3 separate regions of the Sus scrofa genome follow, and all the other regions are linked to region 3. The links are chromatin contacts, called in public targeted proximity ligation maps. All regions are on one chromosome and are shown on one strand. The core of a region is the stretch at or near the end of the contact, and the rest is flanking DNA. Distances in the headings are between cores, read along the strand shown.

Region 1 (3,366 bases), core at 283-2,782, 210 kb before region 3:
TTCAGCCTCATTCCCATCCCAGGGTGACGTGAGAAGCCTCTCAGAGGGTTCCCACCTGAGAGATGAGTTTCAAAACTGTCACCTCTCTGGCCATGGATCCGTGTGAAAAGGGGAGAGGCGCCTGGCCCCATGGATGCTCCTGAGCCTCAAGAGGGGCTTTCCACAGAGTTCCCATTGTGGCTTAGGGGTTAACCAATCTGACCAACATCCATAAGGATGCAGGTTCGATCCCTGGCCTTGCTCAGTGGGTTAAGGATCTGGTGTTGCTGTGAGCTGCGGTGTAGGTGGCAAACACGACTCAGATCCCACGTTGCTGTGGTTGTGGTATAGTCCAGCAGCTACAACTCTGATTGGACCCCTAGCCTGGGAACCTCCATATGCTGCTGGTACGGCGCTAAAAAGCGGAAAAAAAAAAAAAAAAAAGAAGGGGTGTTTCCAGAAGAGCAGGATGGCCCACCTTCTTCTCCCACTGCAGCTTGTGTCTCGGGCAGACAATGTGCCAGAGAGAGGGAGACGGATGGTGGGAGAGGCCCCTGACCTGGAGGGCCCTGGGCTTTTCCCAGCTCGGGGTGGTCTGCCCAAGTCTCAGCTCCCAAATGGCAGATATCCACTGTCTGGGCGCTGGTGTCCTGGCTCTTTAGGGGACCCTGAAGCAGGAGCTGCCCCCGGCTGTCAGCTGCGCAGACTGGGGACCCAGGGTGGGGCCCTCAGGGCTGTGTCTCAAGAGCGTATTTATGATAGAGTTACCACGCGGCGGCATCAGCTGCGTCTGACCCCTGGTCCCCCGTGCGCCTCTGGTCCTTCAGTTTCCCTCTTGGCACCTCCTCTTTCCCCTTCTCCTCCTCCCCTCTGTCTTGTCTCCCAGCCCCTGCCCTCCAGCCTTCGGTGCCCGCTCCCCTGTCCTGTCTCCCTTTGCTCCTGCTTTCCCTCCTTCCCTCCTCTGTCACCCCCTCCTCCTGAGTCCCTGAGGACAGCACTCCCAGGACAGGAAGTCGGGAGCCCTGATGCCCACATGGCCCCCTCTGGGGCCCAGGGTTGGAAGGTCCCAGCCCAACCCCCAGATCCCTTCCAACGTTCGGCTTCTCTGTGCGACTCTCCTGGCTGGTCCCCACCCCCTTTTTCTGTCTCATTCCTTCCCCCCTGCCCCCCTTCCTTCCCCTTTATTCTGAGCATCCATATGTCTGAGGTTTGCTCCGTTATTTCCTTTAGAGGACAGTTTTGGGGACCCCTCCCCCGGGGGCTGAAGTTAGATCCTTTTTAGGGTCTAACCTTCTCTCCTGCCCTGAGGGGGTGCCTCTCTCCTTTCTGGGGTCTCTAGGCAGCCCATCTCACCAAGGGAGGCCTTCAAAGGGCGGGGGCCCGGGGCCCTCCCTCGCTCGCCCTGCTCCTTGGCTCCAGGCCCGCCAAGCAAGGCCCCCCTCCCTGCAAAGAGGCTCAGCCTTGGCAAGAACGGCGGGAAGCCTGGAGCCAGCTCTGGGTGCAGGGTTAGATCAGGATGCCTCAGAAAAAAAAAAATCATACAAGGGACTGTTGCAAAGCTCCAGGGAACAGATGTTTTCCATTTGGAGCCTGCGGAGAGAAAGCGCAGAGGGGGGCGGGTAGAGAGCGATGGAAGGAAGCGGCAGAAGAGCCGAGACAGACAGAGAGGAGGACAGGAGTAGGCGGAGAGGAAGAGACGAGGGGAGTGGAAATCAGAAGGGCGGGAGCAAAGAGGGAGGGACCGAGGGGATCAGAGAAGGGCCCCCTGACACTGAGCGGGCAGCAAGGCCCCCGTTCAACCTTGACTATGAAAATTCAAGGAAAATCCGGTAGCATTGATTGTTCCTCCAGCCCTGGCTGGGGGAGGCCAGGATGGGTGTGGGCTGGGAGGTGGAGGCTGGGGCGCTGGCGGGCACGGTGCCATGTGGCTCCTGCTGCAACCCAGGTCGGCTGTCTGGGGAGCACCATGTTTGGTAAAACAACTGCCTGGGGACACTGAGGCTGTGAAGAAGGGGTGCATTGCAGCCCCCAGACCTGTGGGTCTGTGTGCAGGTCCAGGGCCCCGTCCCGGAGGCCGGGCCTGTCAGGGGCTGTCTGCCGGGCGGCCAGGAGCCCTCAGGAGCCCTCGCTCCTCTGGCTCTGTTCTGTGTCATCTGATTTCCTGCCTAACAGGTATTGAAGTCCATCAGAGCAGAGCGGCCCTGCCTCTTTTTCAGGGCATGTCCTCTGGCGTGTGCCTGGGACAAGGCCCAGGGCCCCAAGGAAGGAAGGAGGTGGGGAGCCCTGTAATTGAAATCTGTTGCTGTCGAGGCACTAGGAAATATTCCCAAGGGAAGGATGGGGGACAAGCTTCAGAGATGGGGCTCAAGAGACAGCACGGCACATTGTCAACAGCTTAGTGGGCCGTGCCAGGACCGGGTGGGCAGGTAGGTCAGGCCTGGGGCGGGCCTGCTGAGACACAGATCCAGGGGAGCGGGGAGCCCAGCCTCTGAGCTGAGCTCCTGGTGATGGAGGAAGACGCCTCGGGGCTGGTGCAGGACAGGCCTGCCCACCCCCGCCCCTCACACCGCACACTTCCTCCTGCTTCTCCCTTCTCCTCTGTGACCCTCAAGTCTGGCTACAGTGGGGCCCAGCCCTCCAGGTCTCCAGGCCCAGCCTCCCTTCTTTCTGCCCATCCAAGCATCCCTGTGCCTTCATGCCTCCGCTCAAATGCCGCCTCCCCCAGGAAGACTTCCCTGACCACACCAGCACAGCTGATCTGACCCCTTCTGAGTGCCTGGAACGCTCAGCATTGGCACTTGTCACTCCACTGCCCTGGATCACTCCAGTGGTTGGGTGGCTCGACTGCTCTATTTCCCAACCTACGCTTTTTCTCCACCTCGTGGAAGGGCCAGGAGCACGGTCAGTAGCCCACAGCTGGACATTGGGCACTCAGGTATGAGGGCAGCCTGCTGAGAGCCCCAGGCAGCAGAAGGCAACGTGACAGCAGAGCAGAGGCTGAGGTAGCCCATCCCCTGACCGCTGGGCCTGCCCTCCCTGTGAGGCCCTGGGTTCAAAGCTCGCGCTGCCTGGCCTGGCCTGGCCTTCCTGAGCTTTCCCCCTGGAAATCTTAAGTCCACACTGTCTCTGAAGACATGAGCCTGTGCTTCTCTCTCCCGCCTCATCATGAGAGCCTGGCCCAATTCTCTGACTCTCCCACATTCTCGCCTCCGGCAGAGAAAGAGGGTGCCCTGCTCAGAAGCCCTCTGCAGCAGTTCGGGTGCGGTGGGCTCCTTGGATTACACAGCGGACCTTAGGCAGCATTCCTGCCGAGTCCCCCCTCTGCTGTGCGCTACAGTCAAGGCCTTGATGAGGCCTCCTTCCTGCTTATTCTTGGAACAAGAAGAA
Region 2 (3,218 bases), core at 685-3,184, 170 kb before region 3:
ATAAAAAATGCTGGAATATGTCAAAGAGCAGAAGCAAAACCTTGTTCTCCTCACTGCCTGGTACCTACCAGCCCTTCTGCTAGTACCCAGGGCAGAGCCTCTGTCACATCACCCCAAGTCACAGGCTGCATTACAGGCAGATGGTGAGGCTGCTAAGGAGGACAGGGTTGAGATGCCTCCAGGTCCAGAAAGAAGACAGAAGCCATGGGAGCCAAGGGCAAAGCGTGGTGAATGGACTCAAATAACAAGGGTGTCGGATGCCCCTGCAGAATGTTCTCCATGGGCTCCACCTCCAGGTCAAATCTCGGCAGGCCTCCCAAACGCCCTTCTTGCAGGCCAGGCAAGAGACCCTCTCCCTTTCTTCTTCTGAAAGAGCCTTCATTCTCTTCTAGAACACAGGGGACCTGCGTCAACCCCGATTACACACCTAACACAGCTGGGCCCCTGCAGCTGTGTTGCGCCCAGGGTCTAGCCCCCACTCCTGGCCACAGCTGGAGGGCCCAGGAGTAGACCCCTGACCCAAGCTGGCCAACTGGATTCCCTCTCCCTGGAACCCAGTTCTGGAACTGAGAGGGGCTGGTCACGTGCTTTGAGGGCGCAGGCTCGGTAAATGACAGGAGGAGGACGTTGCATTAAATCCTCTGCATGGGAAGAGGCAGCCGAGAGAAAGCAGAGGAAAACCAGAGGGAGAGAAAGGCCTTCCTGCCCGCCCTGGTCACCCCTCTGGCATCCCGCGCTGCCCTTGCTGGCATGAGGGGCGCCTCTAATCTTCCACCCATGAGCCCTAAGATGGACATAATGGCCCCTCGCCTCACTCCTTCTAGAACCGCTGCCCTGAGCACAGGCACAAGTGGAGACACTGCTTCCTAGAGAAAACACCCTCCATCAGGACGGCCAGCCGTACCTTCTTCAGGGCCTTTGACACATGTGAAAAGTAAAATGGGGAGCTCTCTGCCCTGCAGTCACCTTCTGATCAAAATGGGACAAGAGCCACCACCCCGAGGCGTCCGCCTGATCTCCCAAGGGGCTGTTTTCTGCTCTGAAGGAAGGCAGTGTGGGGAGTTTCCTCCACAAATGAGAGGAAACTTGATCAACCCAGTGGGACGAGGGCCTCCCCTTCCCTGCCCAACACTCACAATATAAAGGTGTTTATAAGACTAGAGAAGAGAGGTGGTTTTTTTTTTTAAACATATAATAAAATGTAAGGGTTTATATTATGTATTTTTCTTTTCTTAGTTTAAAAAAAAAGATTCCTCCTTTTTTTTTTTTTTTTTTTTTTGCTTTTTAGGGCCACACCTGCAGCATATGGCGGTTCCCAGGCTAGGGGTAGAATTGGAGCTGCAGCTCCTGGCCTACACCACAGCCACAGCAACACCAGATCTGAGGCATGTTGGTGATCTACACCACAGCTCCCGGCAACTCCCGATCCTTGACCCACTGAGCGAGGCCAGGGTCAAACTCGAGTCCTCATGGATACTAGTCAGGTTCATTACTGCTGAGCCACAATGGGAATTCCTCCTCCCTATTATTGATTAATGACTCTGTCGTCTCCCCATCCTTCATGAGACCCTGGCCGTCCAGCAGAGGGTCTGTCTGGCTGGAGCAGCACTGACTGCTTGGCTGGGGTCTGGGCTCCCCCCACCCCTCTCCGCCCCACTTGCACCCTCCACTCTAGTTGCTGCTGGCTCCCTCTGTTTCTCTCCAGCAAATAATTCTTCCTGCTTTCTGCTCAGACAAGGTTCCTTGCCCTCCACCTTCCTCCCTCTCCTCTCTGCCTCTCTCAGTCTCCCCGTCCCTTGGGTGCCAGCCAAGCTGCAGCCTGCCTGCAGCCGTCCTTCCCCGCTCGGGCCGTGCTGTCCTGTCCCTGCTCTGAGCGCTGTGACCTTTGTTGTCAGAACCGCTCTTCTGTCTACCGGCACGGTGGTTTTAGTTTCCCGAGACCAGGGCCTGTCTTCGAGGTGGAACCCCATCCACAGGATGGCAGCCCCTGCGCTGCACACAAGGTGAACAGAAGGAGCTTCTTGGCACGGTTTTGCAAGCCACCCTTGAGCCGGGAACGCCTCCAAACTACCTTTCTGGCCTTGTCTCCCCTATAGCCCTCCGAAACTCAGTCACATGCCTCGTTCATCTCTGTCTCAACCCCCACTCCCGGGCCCCAGCACAGCACCTGGCACGGAGCAGACACTCAAAATATTTTTGTTGACTCGAAACCGCAAATGCTTGTTGGGTTGAATCAATATTGTTCTTTTCAGGGAGTTGAGAAAGAGAAAGAACCATCTGTTGGGATCCTGTCAAGCTCAGGTTGGCCTTGACTGAATGCCGAGCCCCCAAGAAAGTCTCCTGGAGTCTGGGAGGAATTATAAGCCTGGCACAGCGGAGACCCACACAGAGCAGCGCCCGAGATGCTGTAAGAGCAGCCCAGGGGCATAGCCTCCAGAAGGACACCCCTTGACAATACACAGAGTGAGCATATAATTTATTGTTCAAACCAAGAGACGTCTGAGAGCGAGCTGGAAATTTTGCTGGGACTATTCCAGATCAGCGGGCTGGATGGTCATCTTGGGCAAAGGATTATGGTCTGTGGTCAAACCCTCCTAAAGAATAGACAAAATAAGCGTTTTCTAAACATAAGAACTTACGGAAACTCACTTAGGGCCAAGAAGGATCTATTTTAAAAGCCAATTGTGTTGTTGAAGAAAAGGCTGTGTTCTCGGCCCATCTTGGCTACGGTCCGGGGCTGCCTGGGGAACTGTGCTGAAGACGTGTATGCTCCTGGGCCTGGGGTTTTCTGAAAACAACAGAAAACAGGGGGTGATCAGATGATGACGCCAAAACTGGGAGCCTCCCGAGTCTGGCTGTTGGCTCAGATGTGGCCAGTGAAACCCCACAGGGGGAGACAGGGCTGTACCGGCCTGGGCCAAGGCCTATGTGCCCTTGAATTAGAGTCTGTCCTTGGAGCTGAGACCTGCACCTGTAGGTGGCTCTCCCTAAGGCTGCGGGGTTGCTGAGAGAAGGGCGGAAGAGCAAGTGAGAGACCCAGGGGGAAGGGCTCACACCCCAGTGCACCTCTCCTGGGCACCTCCTAGGAACCCCAAGCAGAGCCTGTCCCTGGGAATGCCAGCACACCCCCTCTCATGACCTCAGGCTACTGGTGGTGCGTTGGAGAGAATGGGTTCTGAACCTGGGTGGTTGACCTCAAAAGCCCAAACTCTGTGTTT
Region 3 (3,721 bases), core at 189-2,688:
AAGGGCCAAGGAGTGTATCCTATATAGGAGGACAGAGCTGAGAAAACTTACTCTGGGCTGAAAAAGTGAGGGACTGCTTCGTGAACGAAAGGAATAGAGTTTGAGGCAGGACCCTGAAGGAAGAGAAAGATTTGGAGGCAATGGAAATGGTGTTGCCATAGGGGCAAAGGGGAAGGGCCACTCCTAAGAGGAAAACCAGGTCAAGTTAGGTTCAGAAAAACATGAGTAGATTTAGTGTAGCTGGAGAGCAGATTCAAGCAGAAGCGCATACATGCATCCTAAGTATGTTGTGTGGCAAGACTGTAGAAGCTTTGAATTCAAGAGGAGAAGAAATTTGGATCAGAGGCTAGTGAGGGTATTTGAGCAGCAAAGGGAGGTGAAATGAATGCTGTGAGGTGTGGAAAGATAGTCTTGGGGAGACAGACAGGTAAGGAACAAGGTAAGTGGTCAATCTTGCTGAGAGGTCATGTGCCAGCCCAGAGCCAGCCAGAGCCAAGTCTTGGGCAGAGAGACTGACTTTCCATTTCTTTCTTTCTTTCTTTCTTTTTTTCTTTTTTTTTTTTTTTTTACAGAATAAAATACATATATTTAAACAATTACATTCACACTGATTATTATATCATGGATCTTAAGAAACATATTAAGTGACTCCCTATGGAGAAGTGGAATGGAAAATATGCTGAGACAAATAGGAAATTTATTCTATACTTTATCCCATTTTGTATGGCTTTCATGTTTATTATTTAGTATTATCTATTACATTTCAATTTTTCTTTAAAAATTAGCATTATATTAAAATTGTGTGTATTATGCAACTAAAATTTATAAAGAAGAAAGCCTTATATACCATTAAATATTTTATATAGCATAATAAAAATAACTGGTAAGAATAACAAAATCCATTTCTTTCTTTTTCATTCATTCAAATATTGACTGGTCCCAACCAGGCCCCGCACAGACAAACAGGTAAAGAGAACAGACACCTTCCCTCCTTTCCCAGGCCCAGGACACTACTCTTGGCTCAAGCGCCCAGCCCCAAGATTTGGGGCCAAGCGGGTCAAGGGCGAGGACCGGGTGTGGGGGGAAGTTGGCTCTGATCTGTCACCTGCAGCTTCTTTCCACAAAACCTCTACTCCCAGGCCCAAGTCCTCCGGTCACAGCCTAGCCAGACCTCCGCGCCCGCGCCGGCCACACCTGGAAAAGAAGGAATTGCGGGAAAAGGGGGTTGGCCTATGGAGGGGGTGGTACAACCGGAAACAGGGCTGGGCGGCGGGGGAAGGGAGCAGAGGATGGCTGAAGGATGGCCTGGGAAGGCGCTTCCCTAGGACGCCTGCACACGCCCAGAGGCTGGGCGAGCGCTTGGGCGGTGGGGCTGTGGGCTATGGGGAGCGGAATCGACCACGAGGGAGGAGGGGGAGGCCAGACTCCGGCGCGCCGAGCGGGTCCTATGCGCCCCCTGCCGAGCGCCGGCCTCCGCTGCACGCGCGGCCGCCGCCCCTGCGTGCGGGGACCCGGACCCCGCGGGCGGCTGGCACACCCCGGGAACCTCGCCGCCCGCTCAGGCCTCTCTCCGCGTGTCTGCAGTCTCTGCGCTCCTTCCTGGAAAAAGAAGGTGGGAAGCGGAGCCTTTTTTGTCATAGAAATAGAGGCGCTCCCGGAAGTGCCCTAGCCTAAAGAATGTTAGGAGCTGGCCTTACCAGGTGCTTGAAATTCTACCGTTAGAGATTCCATTCTTTGGAGGGGTGGAGTGCTGACATCCGCAACTTTTATTGGATAGTTTAACGCTGAGGATTTACCAGATATGCCTGGGGAGGGTCTTGGAAGGAGGAGGTAGTCAAAGTCGTTGATTCCTTGTCTCAGCCAAGCTTTTTATTAGTGCTCATTTGCCAGGGCCATCCTGAAGGTGACTCAGAGCCAGCAGTCGTATTGCGGCAGTGCTGGGACTGTGAAAGGCTAGTTTCTCCTGCCATGCTTTGCCTTTTATTAATCGCTGGATAGTTGAGGCCCCCTCCTCCAGGAAGTCTGCCTTGACTTTTAGGGGTATATATGGTTACAGGCAAAGTTGGTATCTTTCAGTTGAGCAGGCCACCTTCTTGGTTTATTTCCCATGAGTTCTGTCTGGTTTCTCCAGGCTCATTCAATGATTAGGGCCAGAAAACCCTCATCAGCTGTGGCACTTCTCTAAAGGAGAAGAAGAATATAATCTAAAGAGAACAAACGAGCCGATTTCCTGACCAATCAAGGATAAGCTCATGCTGTCCTCAAGGACCATTTGCATCTGGTCCCATGTTACATATGGCCTTCATGAGCATCCACCATGGACAGTCTGTTTTCCAGAGAGTAGCCAGGAGTCCCATAAGATCATGAATGCTCATAAATTTAAGTTAGATGGTCTCTCTTCTCAAATCCTTGCAATAGCTCCCCATCTCCCTTGGGGTAAAAACTGAAGCTTCCATCCTGGCTTGAAGGTTCAAGGTGCTCTGGGCCCCGCTGCTTACTAATTTCTTTCTTTCTTTCTTTCTTTCTTTCTTTCTTTCTTTCTTTCTTTCTTTCTTTCTTTCTTTCTTTCTTTCTTTCTTTTGCTTTTCGGGGCCACACCTGTGACATATATGTGTGTGTGTATATATGTATATATATATAATTTTTTTTTTGCTTACTAATTTCTCAGAGCTCCTCTCCTAACAGCTCTTCCCCTCACTTGCCACTACGGCCATATTGGCCTCTTTGCTGCTGTCCCTTAAACTCATCAGACACACTCTCACCCTTTTTGACACTTGCCTATTCACCCTGCATTTTGACACTTGGCTATTTCCTCTCCCTGGAATGCTGGTTCCCCAGATTGCTACGTGACCCACTCCCTCACCTCCTGCAGGTCTCTCTTTGTTTATTTATTTATTTATTTGTCTTTTTGCCATTTCTTGGGCTGCTCCGGTGGCATATGGAGGTTCCCAGGCTAGGGGTCGAATCGGAGCTGCAGCCACCGGCCTACACCAGAGCCACAGCAACACGGGATCCGAGCTGCATCTGCGACCCACACCTCAGCTCACAGCAGCGCCAGATCCTTAACCCACTGAGCAAGGCCAGGGATCGAACCCGCAACCTCATGGTTCCTATTCAGATTCGTTAACCACTGAGCCATGATGGGAACTCCTGAAGGTCTCTATTTAAATGCCACCTTATGGCGAGAGGCTTTCCCCGACCATCCTGTCTAAAATAATACCTCCACCATCCTCTGTGCCCTTAGCCCCCTTAGCTTTTCTTCTAGCACTTATCACAACACGACATAGTATTTATTTCTGTATGTTGTCTGCCTCCCCAACAAGAAGGTAAGCTCCATGGAAACAGAGAACTTTATCTATTTTGTTCCCTGTCCAGCACCTAGAAAACAACCTGGCACATAGTCAGTGCTCAATAAATTTGCGAAATGACTGAATGAATGTGCCAGGCACTAAGCCAAAGTACTGGGACAGGCCATGAATAAGCCTGGGCTCTTGCCCTTGACGAATAGGCTGGCAGACGGGCAAATAATTACAAACCAGAGTGACGAGTGTTGTGTCTAAGTACAGACGTATGTAAAGTACATTTGAAAGCTCAAGGAAGGAAATCGTTCCCTCTGCCTGGAAATCAGAGGAAATCACGAGGATGACGTCACTGGGTGGGGGAGAAAAGGAAAAGGCGTTCTAAGCCGAGAGACGAGAAGGGCACGATCAAGGGCACAGGT

Evidence for each region.
Region 1: a targeted proximity ligation map of skeletal muscle shows a contact between it and region 3. A contact is called at or near these places in 2 of 47 Hi-C or Micro-C datasets (embryonic fibroblasts and heart right ventricle) and 2 of 2 datasets of targeted methods (alveolar macrophages and skeletal muscle).
Region 2: a contact with region 3 is called in a targeted proximity ligation map of skeletal muscle, with 4 times the contacts expected there. A contact is called at or near these places in 2 of 47 Hi-C or Micro-C datasets (heart right ventricle and skeletal muscle) and 1 of 2 datasets of targeted methods (skeletal muscle).

The regions. Positions count from the first base shown.
Region 1 is chr3:93,471,862-93,475,227 of Sscrofa11.1, reverse strand. The region is part of intron 18 of TTC7A (tetratricopeptide repeat protein 7A); the gene reads left to right. Among named protein-coding and RNA genes, the nearest start is that of STPG4, 87 kb to the right of the region's middle.
Region 2 is chr3:93,437,312-93,440,529 of Sscrofa11.1, reverse strand. It overlaps STPG4, which reads right to left. Exons shown (of 7, transcript XM_003481221.4): 7 at 2,460-2,788. The coding sequence ends at 2,672. Among named protein-coding and RNA genes, the nearest start is that of STPG4, 52 kb to the right of the region's middle.
Region 3 is chr3:93,262,153-93,265,873 of Sscrofa11.1, reverse strand. No RefSeq gene overlaps it. Among named protein-coding and RNA genes, the nearest start is that of EPCAM, 79 kb to the right of the region's middle.